Linked DNA regions of Zea mays: region 1 is linked to region 2. A link is a contact called in public Hi-C data. All regions are on one chromosome and are shown on one strand. The core of a region is the stretch at or near the end of the contact, and the rest is flanking DNA. Distances in the headings are between cores, read along the strand shown. Region 1 holds the start of LOC103650942. Region 2 holds the start of LOC100192790.

Region 1 (5,102 bases), core at 2,304-4,803, 360 kb before region 2:
TTTGTCCAGCAGTTATGCAATGAATCTTATGGTCTGTTTTTTTTTTTACCTGAAAACAATGACCATTTGTTTGAAGATATCTAAGGCTATTTTCAGTAGCTCTCATATCTTATCCTTATTTTTCACACGCAACTCTGTAAATAATGAGTGTTTTACACGGCCATATAATCTGATCGTATCCAGACTTATACGGCAGTATCCGGGTTCTTTTAGCCGCTGACATCATGAGGCTCGTTGTCCAGGGAAGAAAGGCATGATGAAACTTTGGTGCCTAGCTGCCAAATTCCGGTTTCAACCCAGACCGACGCGCACCTCGTTTGTTCTTCCAAGACCTGACCGCGACACCAAGCCCCCCCTCGTTTTCCTTCTGGCCATGATCCGACCCAGTTGGCCAGTCGCCGCCGATCGGTCCATGGGCAACCCTCCACTCCCATCAGCCCGCTCTCGCTCCGTCTTCCTCAAGGGAAATGATGGCCCGGCATGGGTCCGTGGACCGACCGACCACACCGACGGGTGCGAGGACGAGGACGAGGACGAGCGACACAGGCGGCAAAGGGCCAGGGGTCCTTTTCTTGAATGCGCAGCAGAAAGCCGCGCTGCTCCCCGGGTCAGTCCCGCTGCCGTTCCAGAGGACGCTTTAATCATTGCGATCGGCCGTCCGCAGCTTTCCCTGCCCGGGGACACCGCCGGTCCAACCCCGACAAAGCGCCACGGGAGCGGGACGGAAGGCCGCCACAGCGTTTTCGCTCCGATCGCGTGTTGCGCTGCCTTCCCATCCGCCCATCCAATCCATCCATCTCCGGATACGCAGGCGGCCGCCGGTTGCCGTCCTCGGCCAGGGACGGGGAGACAGTCAGGGGTACAAGGAATCTGACCTGACGGAGCGCGGCCCGGCTTTTGGACCCCTCCTCTATTCTTGCGATGGTGGAGGCCGTAATGATGGGCGAGAGACGGGAGTGAGGTCGCCACTAGTAGGAGTTGAGTAAACAAGTGGCGAAATCCTCGGCGTTTCCCACATTGCTTTCAGGTTTTTTTTTCCTTTCTAAACGAAGAAGCAAACGGTGGTTGGCCCGGAGCGGAAGCGGTGGATATGGAACGGCGCTATAATGCACACGACGTCGACGCGAGGGCACCTGGCCGTGGGAAAGGAGGCCATGAATGATGGCTCGTCTTTCGCCGGCGTGGCGAGCCGACGGATAATGTCGTGTCGCCGATGGGGTTCTTAGGCTCTGTCAAGACGAATGAGAGGGTTAGGCTCTGTCAAGACGAATGAGAGGGGTGCCTCTGGTTGCTGGCACCTGGTCTCAGTGCGGCTGGGCTGGAAGACTCTTGAGGTTGAAGCTAGAGAGAGCTTTGAGAAAGCGAGTGAAGTGCACGCACGACAGAAGCAACCAAAGTTGCCAGTACTTTTTCCGCGGCGATGGCAAGGGTCCAACCTTATAGGCCGCTTTCTTCGCGCCCAGGCGAACAAACAAAAAGCAACCTTTCGATACGCAGCAGCTGCGAGTGTGGCGACGATTCCTGAGCCAAGATATCTTGTTGCGATCGATCAGTTGCCTATGCCTCTCCTCTTCCGACTCCCACCCCTCTCTCTCACCCCCACCAGGCCACCACCATCATGCCTCCTCCTTTCATGGCAGAGACGCAGACGCAACAGCGAGACAGGAACAGCATCATGGCCAACCAGAATGCTCCATCGCTCTCTCCATCCCCTCGACAGAGACGGAGAGATGGGGTTAGAAAGAGGGGCAAGGCAACAACATGCTATTGCAATAGCATAGGGACACTGCAGCTAGTGCTAGTACGTACGTATCTGACTTTGCTTGTACTACCATGCAAATCAAGCAAGCAACGTTCGTTTGTTCATGCGAATTTGTGATGATGATGATGCTCTCCTTCAAGGCGGGCACGAGGTGTGGTGTGACCGATCCATCACATCAATGGCTGCACAGGTCGGAGAGCTCCTTCCTGCCCTCGACAATGTCGTCCAGGAAGTCGTCCAGCTGGCACACCAGGCTATCGGTGCCGGTCCGGAGCACGTCCAGCCACGCCTTCAGCTCCTCCACCTTGTCCTTGACAGCGCTTCCGCCGCCGCCGCCCTCGCACTTGCGTCCCGCCGCCGCGGCGCGCTCCACCTCCTCCCGCGCCGCCTCCACGGCGGCGCGCGCGCACCGGAACTCACACATCCTGATGCCCGGCGCGGCGCCGGGCCCGTCGGACTCGGCCTCCTCCGCCAGCCTCTGCTGCAGCATTGCGATGGACGCAGTGAAACCGTCCGAGCCGGCGTCGTCGGCGCCGGCGCACGGGCCGCCGGCCGCCGCGGCGCAGGAGACCGCGCCGCTGGCGAGGATGAGCAGGAGGAGCGAGCTCGCGTTGTGCAGCGCGTACAGGAGCCCCCGGAAGCCGTTGAAGCCGGCGAGCCTCGCGTCCGTGGCGCGCAGCAGCAGACGCTCGTCGAGATGCAGCGACAGCGGCGCGATCCTCGCGTCCGCCAGCGCGCGGTTCTCCTCCTCCGCGGCCATGGCCTCCCTCCTCGACACGGAGATCGCCCGCATCACCTGCGATGAGCCGATGATGATGCGCACCACAAACAGAGCCACGAGCGTTTCAGTCTTTCAGACAGTAAGGAACAGAGAAGAGAAAAAGGCCTGCCAAAGGCATGAATGATGGAAACGATCGATCGCAACCGCAGCACGTTTCAACGACAGAAAGGAAGGAAGGAAGAACCAACCAACCTGGCGAGTGGACAGAGGAGAAGGATCCTGGAGCCAGTCATCCAGCGCGGCGGCGGCGCAGGAGGCCGCCGCGCAATACCGCTCGACGGAGGCGAGGCCGAGCTTGAGGGCGAGGCAGGCGTCCCAGAGGCGGGCCGTCTCGTCCATGTACTCGTCGAGCCAGCGGCCGCCCGGCGGCAGGTGGAGCTGGCCGACCATGAGCGTGAGCTGCGAGTGCAGCCCCCTGAGCAGCGCGGCCGCCCGCAGCAGAGCCGACAGCGACGACAGCCCGCCCGCACGGCCCAGGTCGTCCAGCCCGCGCGCCAGGGACGTGAAGAAGGCGTTCATCGCGTCGTCGTCCCCGCCACCGCCGACGCTGCACTGTTTGAACTGGGAAAAGGAAGCCTGCTCGGCTGGCTATATATATAGCTAGCTAGCTAAGCAAGAGCGCGGTGGTGCACCGGCGCGGACGGAGGAGCATTAACCTGCAGCAGCAGGGGGGGAGGGAGCACGAGAGGGGCAAGGCGAGGCGACAGACACGGGAGGAGGGAGTGCAGCGCGGAGTAGCGCAATGATGCGTGTCTAGACGGGAGGGGGAAGGGTGATGAAAAGGAGGAGGAGGGGCGGAGGGCGGAGGCAGAAGCAGCGGCAGCAGAGCGCGACCCGAACACTGCCGCTCTTGTCTTGTTGGCTGGCAGCTGGCTGCTGCCTCGTGCTCCCCAAGCTTAACGTGTTTAACCCCTCTAACCGCAGTCATCGGCCGATGACAGCACACAGCACCGCAGCTGTTTACCACCAAAAAAGCGGTGTGGCTCCTTGTCAGCCAAGTGGGCCCCTTGGACGTTTCCTGCTGGCACCATTCGTTGAATTTTTTCCTGTCCTCTTGCCTGCTTATTCAGGTTCCTGTCTGGCTGTCTCTGAATCTTTCGAACCTTTTTATTTATCAGGGGTTTTCTCTTCTATAGTATTTTTTTTTGAAAGAAGGGATTTCACTTTCTTAACCTGGTTTTAGGAGGACAAGCCATGTTTATGTTTATCATAAGAGTTAGAAGGTGTTCGATTCAACTAACTAAAGTTTAGTTTATATCACATCAGATAAATTATGAGTATCTCATTAAGCAATGCGATATTTAGTACCACGGGTCCAATCAGTTCCCCCCAAACCTTGCGTTATTCGGTTCTATCTTAATCTTACACGGAGCACTGCCCCTTTATTCCCTTAACCCCTTTCCAACTCAGAGATGCAAATCTTATCCTGTCAATGCCCACCACCACCACCGAAATTCCTCCACATTTCATTCCGGCTCCTGTTGGCAAGGAGCTATACTACTTGTAGAGACCTCCAGAAATGCCGGGGATGCCGACCGGATTACTCCAAACCATGCTTACCTTACCGTAGAAGTTTTCTTTTTCTTTTTTTTTTCTTTTTGTCTGGAAGACTATCTTCGGACCTGCCCTTTCACAGCCGATTCTCTTCTCCATATCAAAACATGATCGATCAGTCTTGTACAAAAAAAAAAAAGAGAGGAGGGGGTGGTAAAGCTCACTGGCAGATGGATGGCATAGTAGTGTTAGGTGCCATTGAATTCACTGGGATTTGGTCGTCAGTGTTTGTTGCGGTCAGAGCACTATACCTCTCCCTGTCTGTCTCCCCCGGACTGTTGGAGCAGTAGCCCCGCCCGACATGCATGGGATTAGCATGCTTCTCTGGTCTCGGTCTCTGGGAGTGAGCAGCCAAGAGTTTTCGTGATGCGGCAGCTGCGCTCCGTGTTCCCGTCCGTCAGTCCCGTCACACGCGCCTGCCGGGAGAGGCATAAGCACTCGCAGTCGCAGTCGCAGGTGCTCCTAGACCGGAGCAGCGGACACGCATGATCACGGCGCACGCCATGGCAACAGCAGGCAGGCAGGGAACGGCAGCGGAGCTCCCGAGCTTGAGGACCGGACGCGGACGCGGACGGGCAGGTTTTATTGTCCTTGTCCAGGACCGTACGCCTTGTCTGTGCCCGGCTCCCGTATCTCGGAGGCAAGGCAATCGATTACCACCGCCCTTGTTTGCATTGCAGTCAATTTCTTTGATCACTGAGTACTTGCTTTGCTCTGTTGCTCAATAGTTGACGTCCTCATTTTCGGAGGCAACCGCTTTTAAGTTTTAACCACACACTGACACACACATATGGTAATTTGATTAGATAGATCTTTAAATCAATAACAAACTTATCTAAAAGTACAAATATTGATCATATTTTTTTTATAAATTTAGTTAAACTTTAAAATTTTTGACAGTTTATAAATACCGTAACGATAACTGTATTGAAACGGAGAGAGAGAGTATAATATAAGTTCGTTTGATATAAGGTCTAAACTTACACTAAAACTTTAGTCCTAATC
Region 2 (4,871 bases), core at 1,364-3,863:
AAGATGGGGGGCATTGACATGTATTTGATTGCTAGAATGTTGGAAAACCCAAATCAAACAAAGCAAGAAGAAGACCAAAGCAAGTCTTGGCTAGGAAGGACCATATGCAATGCAATGCAAAGACGAAGGGTAAGCTAGACACCTTCAAGTCAAGATACACTTTTTGTATCAGTGAAGTGTCAATAAAGGGTCTAGCGCTAATAGACCGAGATAGTGCTGGGAATTAGGTCGGACTATACCAGGACGACCCGAGCCCATCATGCTTTGGACCAAACAGGCTCAGGTCAAGAAGGTCTAAAAACATTTGGACCGTGTCGTGCCAGACCAAAGAGTAGAAACGGTGGCCTAGCCCGACCCTAAAGCACGTTGGGCCTTCATCGAGCCGTGACGACCCAATCCCGATTCACATAATTGAACCACATAAATTTTAGATATTACAACACATAGTACATAGGTTACTAAATTAAAGAAATTAAACACTGCATGCTTCATTGGGTCAAGCCAGGCTTAAGCCCGGTCCATGAGTGCGAGCCATGCGGTGGCACGGCATGTCGGAAATTAAAGCCCAACCAACCTGCCTTTGGGTCGTGCTAGCCCGACCTATAGAACTTTTGTGCTGTGTCGTGCTTTGGGCTCCTGATTTTGGGCCGCGCTCGTTCTAGCCCATGTTCCCATAACTAGACCGATACAATGGTGAAGAGTAAGCTAGGGGCTTGAGACACGACAAAACGTGGAGGTGGTGGAGTATGAGTGGATAGATTGATGCGGATGGACCAAGGTAAGGGTGACGAGCAAGTGACGCTAAGATCAATAAAGTCTATTTTATGGTTTGAGTGATCCACATCAACTTATGAGAATTTGGATGTGTGCTTATGACAAAGCTATGAACATAAGGTGTTTCATTTTATCGGCTAGATAGTCCAATTTAGAATATATGGTTGTAGTAATAAGAGGGGCAACCATGAATTGCATCACGCTTATCTAGTGCCACTTGTGAGTTCTAACATTGCGTTACGCTTGGTGGTGAGTGGCGGAAAAGCTAAGGCCTTTGTGATTTTTGCTAAAAGGTAGCTGACGGTGAGTTAAATTATCGTCTTGTGGGAGGTCATCACTTAGTGTTGGATGTGTTTTGGAAAAGGTTTTGTGTATGTTGATACTAACTTTGGAAACCCTTCGTTTTGGTTTACACTAGTGGACCAAAGTGGAGAAGGTATTGCGTTAGGCATGTAGCCTTTTGGGGTAGCAGTGAATAGATTGACAAAGTCACCATAGATATCATCACTCACTCCTATGAACATATGTGCATACAACATACCATATGAGCACCTTTGAAAGATTAGATCGATAAATTCCAAGAGATTGACGAAGTTACACTTACTATGTCAACCTACCAATATAAGCACCTCCAAAATATTAGCCTAACATGTATCAAAATATTAATGAAACTATTACATCCATTTGCTATTGATAGTCACATCATTCTTTAGTTCCGGTACTACATTGATAAAAAAATGGTTACGCGTACGTGACATGCCAAAGAGTTAAATTATACTCCCCCCGTCCCAAATTAAAAATTCATTTTAGATAATTAATAGATTCATAGAACACTTGATGTATGTGTTTTTATATGTGTCTAGATTCATCATCCTCCATTTGAACATAAATATAAAAAGTAAGAGACAGAACGAATACTATTTTAGAACATATGGAGTAATGAATATATTCGAACAAGAAAAACAAATGAGTTGAGCTATGTGCAATTGGCATGTATCTATTATATGCAACAATCTAAAATGACATTTGTATCTATATTAAGAAATTTGCGTAGAAATTATAACACAACAATTGCAAGAAATTATATATATTTGTAGCCACAAGAAAATAAAATTGGATATCTACTCTATTAGCCGCAGAAGGTTAAGGTGGTATCTACATCTTTTCATAAATACAGGCACAATAACTAGATAGATAATATAGTATCACAAGAAGAAAAAATAAATTATATATGTAACTATATTATTATTATATCTATTACACGAAAGGGCATACAATTATTTATATATATTGAGAAACATAGACACACTAATTGAGCATATCTAATAGTATAACACAATAGACTACAAAAAAGAGGGCTTATCAAATAGTTCTTGTATTAAGAAACAAAGGAAGGAAAATAAAAGGACACGTATAGCATAAACAATAGGCACGAGAAATTGGAACGATATCTATAGCTATAAATAAATAAGTATCAAATGTCTTTTACCGGCAGCTGCGTGTTTTTTTTTAAGATTTTAACATCTCGGACTGTAGCGAGCTAGTGCGAAACGCAAAGCAACAAATCTCACACCGTCACACGATCACGTCCTTGCCCCTCTGAGTCCTTGTCCATGTCCGTTGCCAACAATTCACCCTCATGACCTCTATGGCCCCACACGTACGACCACTAGTAGTACTAGGCGTACGGAGTACCTCTATTTCACGATGGCATCCATCCACAATTGCAGTAATCCCTCTCTCCGTCCCTCCCAATGTTACTCCATCTCTCTATTTTTAAAGCCGGTTCCACTCCTCCTCCCTCGCTCACTCTCAGTTTCCGCTGTCACCCCCTCTCCCTCTGTTCGCCACTTTATACCGCCCGCCCACCACTCCCCGTTTCTCTCTGCTTCATCCTTCGCTTTCCCCTGCGCCAGGCCCGCCCCGCCCCGCCCCTCCAGAACGACATCCTGCTTCCCCGCCCCCTCCGATGGGGAACCCGCCGGAGCTGTACCACAAGATCCTCAACATCCCCAAGGACACCTCGCCGCACGAAATCCGCGCCGCGTACAAGAACCTCGTCAAGAAGTGGCACCCCGACAAGCACCCGCCGTCGTCCAGGCCGGAGGCCGAGGCGCGCTTCAAGGCCATCAGCGAGGCCTACGAGGTGAGCGACGAGACGGCGTCACCCACCCTGCCGTGCCGTGCCGTGCGCGCGTCCCTGATTAATTGTGCATTGCGTCTCGGCGTCCTGCCGTGTCCTCACGACTCCGTCCCTTCCCTCGCGCAGGCGCTCCTGGACCAGCAGGAGAACAGGGGCGTGTTCGAGCTGTGCAACGACGGCCGGGCGGGTGAGAGGACGCGCGGCGCCTTCGGCGGCGCCGGCGGCGGCGGTGGCGGAGGCCTCGGCGCCGGCGTCGGGGCGCGCATGGAGAGGACGCGCAGCGACGGGTTCTGCACGAGGAGCGCGCCCGGCACACCGGCGAGGGAGTTCAAGAAGGTGTACAGCTCCGGCGACCCCGGCGGGCGCCGCGCCTTCGCCGAGTTCTCCAGCTCCATCGTGCGCAAGGCGCCGCCGCTGGAGCGCAAGCTCGAGTGCACCCTCGAGGAGCTCTGCCGCGGCTGCAAGAAGGAGGTCAGCTTCACCCGCGACGTCGTCACCAAGAACGGGTATCTGCTCATCTGCGCTGTTTTGCTCTGCCTAACTGAACAAGGTTGACGCGAAACCTTGCTAGAAATGAAGAAATCCGGTGAGCTATCGCTTGTCGGTAGATTATTATTATTTTTGTTTCCAAGACAACGAACGGAGCGGAGAATTTTAATCGAGGAAGGGCTTTGTGTGCCGACGTGGGTTCAGATTTTAACAGTGAATCAATCGATGCTTGGAAAACTAAACTCGAGGTTAGGCAAGAATTCAGAACCGGCTCTGATGGCGACAGACATTCCACTCGGTGTAGTGGTTGTGGCACCCCCCCCCCCCCCCCCAATTCGCCGCACTGTTCGGTAGCTCCTGATGAACAGTGCACCATCACAATCAGTTTCTGTTTTTTTTCTTCTTCTTTTCAACAACAAGGTCATGGCGCGAGCACTTGTGTTGTGTTTTTACAGTGGGGGGGGAGGGGGGGGGGGGGGGGGGTCGGGTCACTGCTTTTGTACCACCACCTTGCATTTGCCAGTGGAATATTTAGCTACCTTTGCAACGTCATAGTAGGCCGTAGACGTGAAGCCTTTTTACACCAGTGGGCTTTGGTGCGAGACTCCTTTTCCCCCCCCTGCAGGTATCTATGCTATTCTTGCAAGATTATCCTACCTAACACAAGGTCACGATAACAATGTTTCCCAACGTGGTTAGTATAGTACAGCTAGCTTGGGATCCTATCTCCACTACATAATCCTAACACAAGGCCCAAGATGCTTCTTTCGCCACATATGCGTTTTAGTACACGCGTTTTGGATGTATTCATATTTGTTTCCTTTTTTTTACACGTGAGGGTGACAGTGACTCCTGAGCAAGAGCATCCCTCCCTTCCTCCTTGTTCCTATGGAGGGAGACTAATCGCAACTAGCCTAATGGCTCGAAGTACGTGCTTTTTGTTTGTGCAGGTCAACCGTGAAGAAGGAGGTGACACAGACGGTGGTGGTGAAGCCAGGGTGGAGGAAAGGGAAGCAGGTGGTGCTGGAAGGCATGGGGGACGAGCGGCCGGGGTGCCTGCCCGGCGACGCCATCCTCACGGTGTCCGAGAAGAGGCACCCGGCGTTCAAGCGGGTGGGCGACGACCTGGTGCTCAAGGCGGAGGTGCCGCTGGTGGGCGCGCTCACCGGCTGGTCCTTCTCGTTCCGCCTCCTCGGCGGCAGGAAGGTGAGCTGCTCGTTCCAGGACGAGGTCGTCCGCCCCGGCTACGAGAAGGTGATCGCCGGCGAGGGCATGCCGGTCCCCGGGCAGAAGGGCGCGCGCGGCGACCTGAGGGTCAAGTTGGACGTCGTCTTCCCCAAGGAGCTCACCCCCGAGCAGCGCGCCGGCCTCGCCGAGATCCTCAGAGGGTCCTGCTGATCCATCGGCCCCAGTTCCAAGCGTATCAAGTTTTCTTGGCCGTGTCCGTGTGTTAAATTTTAATATG

Evidence for each region. Hi-C and Micro-C count contacts between places; a contact is called where the count stands out from the background.
Region 1: a contact with region 2 is called in a Hi-C map of tassel, with 1.7 times the contacts expected there. The contact joins the promoter of LOC103650942 here to the promoter of LOC100192790 in region 2. A contact is called at or near these places in 5 of 25 Hi-C or Micro-C datasets (bundle sheath, ear, leaf and 1 more).

What each region holds. Positions count from the first base shown.
Region 1 is chr3:178,055,334-178,060,435 of Zm-B73-REFERENCE-NAM-5.0, reverse strand. LOC103650942 reads right to left here and starts at 3,553. Exons shown (of 2, transcript XM_008676546.4): 1 at 2,736-3,553; 2 at 1,659-2,558. The coding sequence starts at 3,062. The coding sequence ends at 1,938.
Region 2 is chr3:177,693,296-177,698,166 of Zm-B73-REFERENCE-NAM-5.0, reverse strand. It overlaps LOC100192790, which reads left to right and starts at 2,613. Exons shown (of 3, transcript NM_001137983.1): 1 at 2,613-2,920; 2 at 3,044-3,423; 3 at 4,357-4,871. The coding sequence starts at 2,744. The coding sequence ends at 4,804.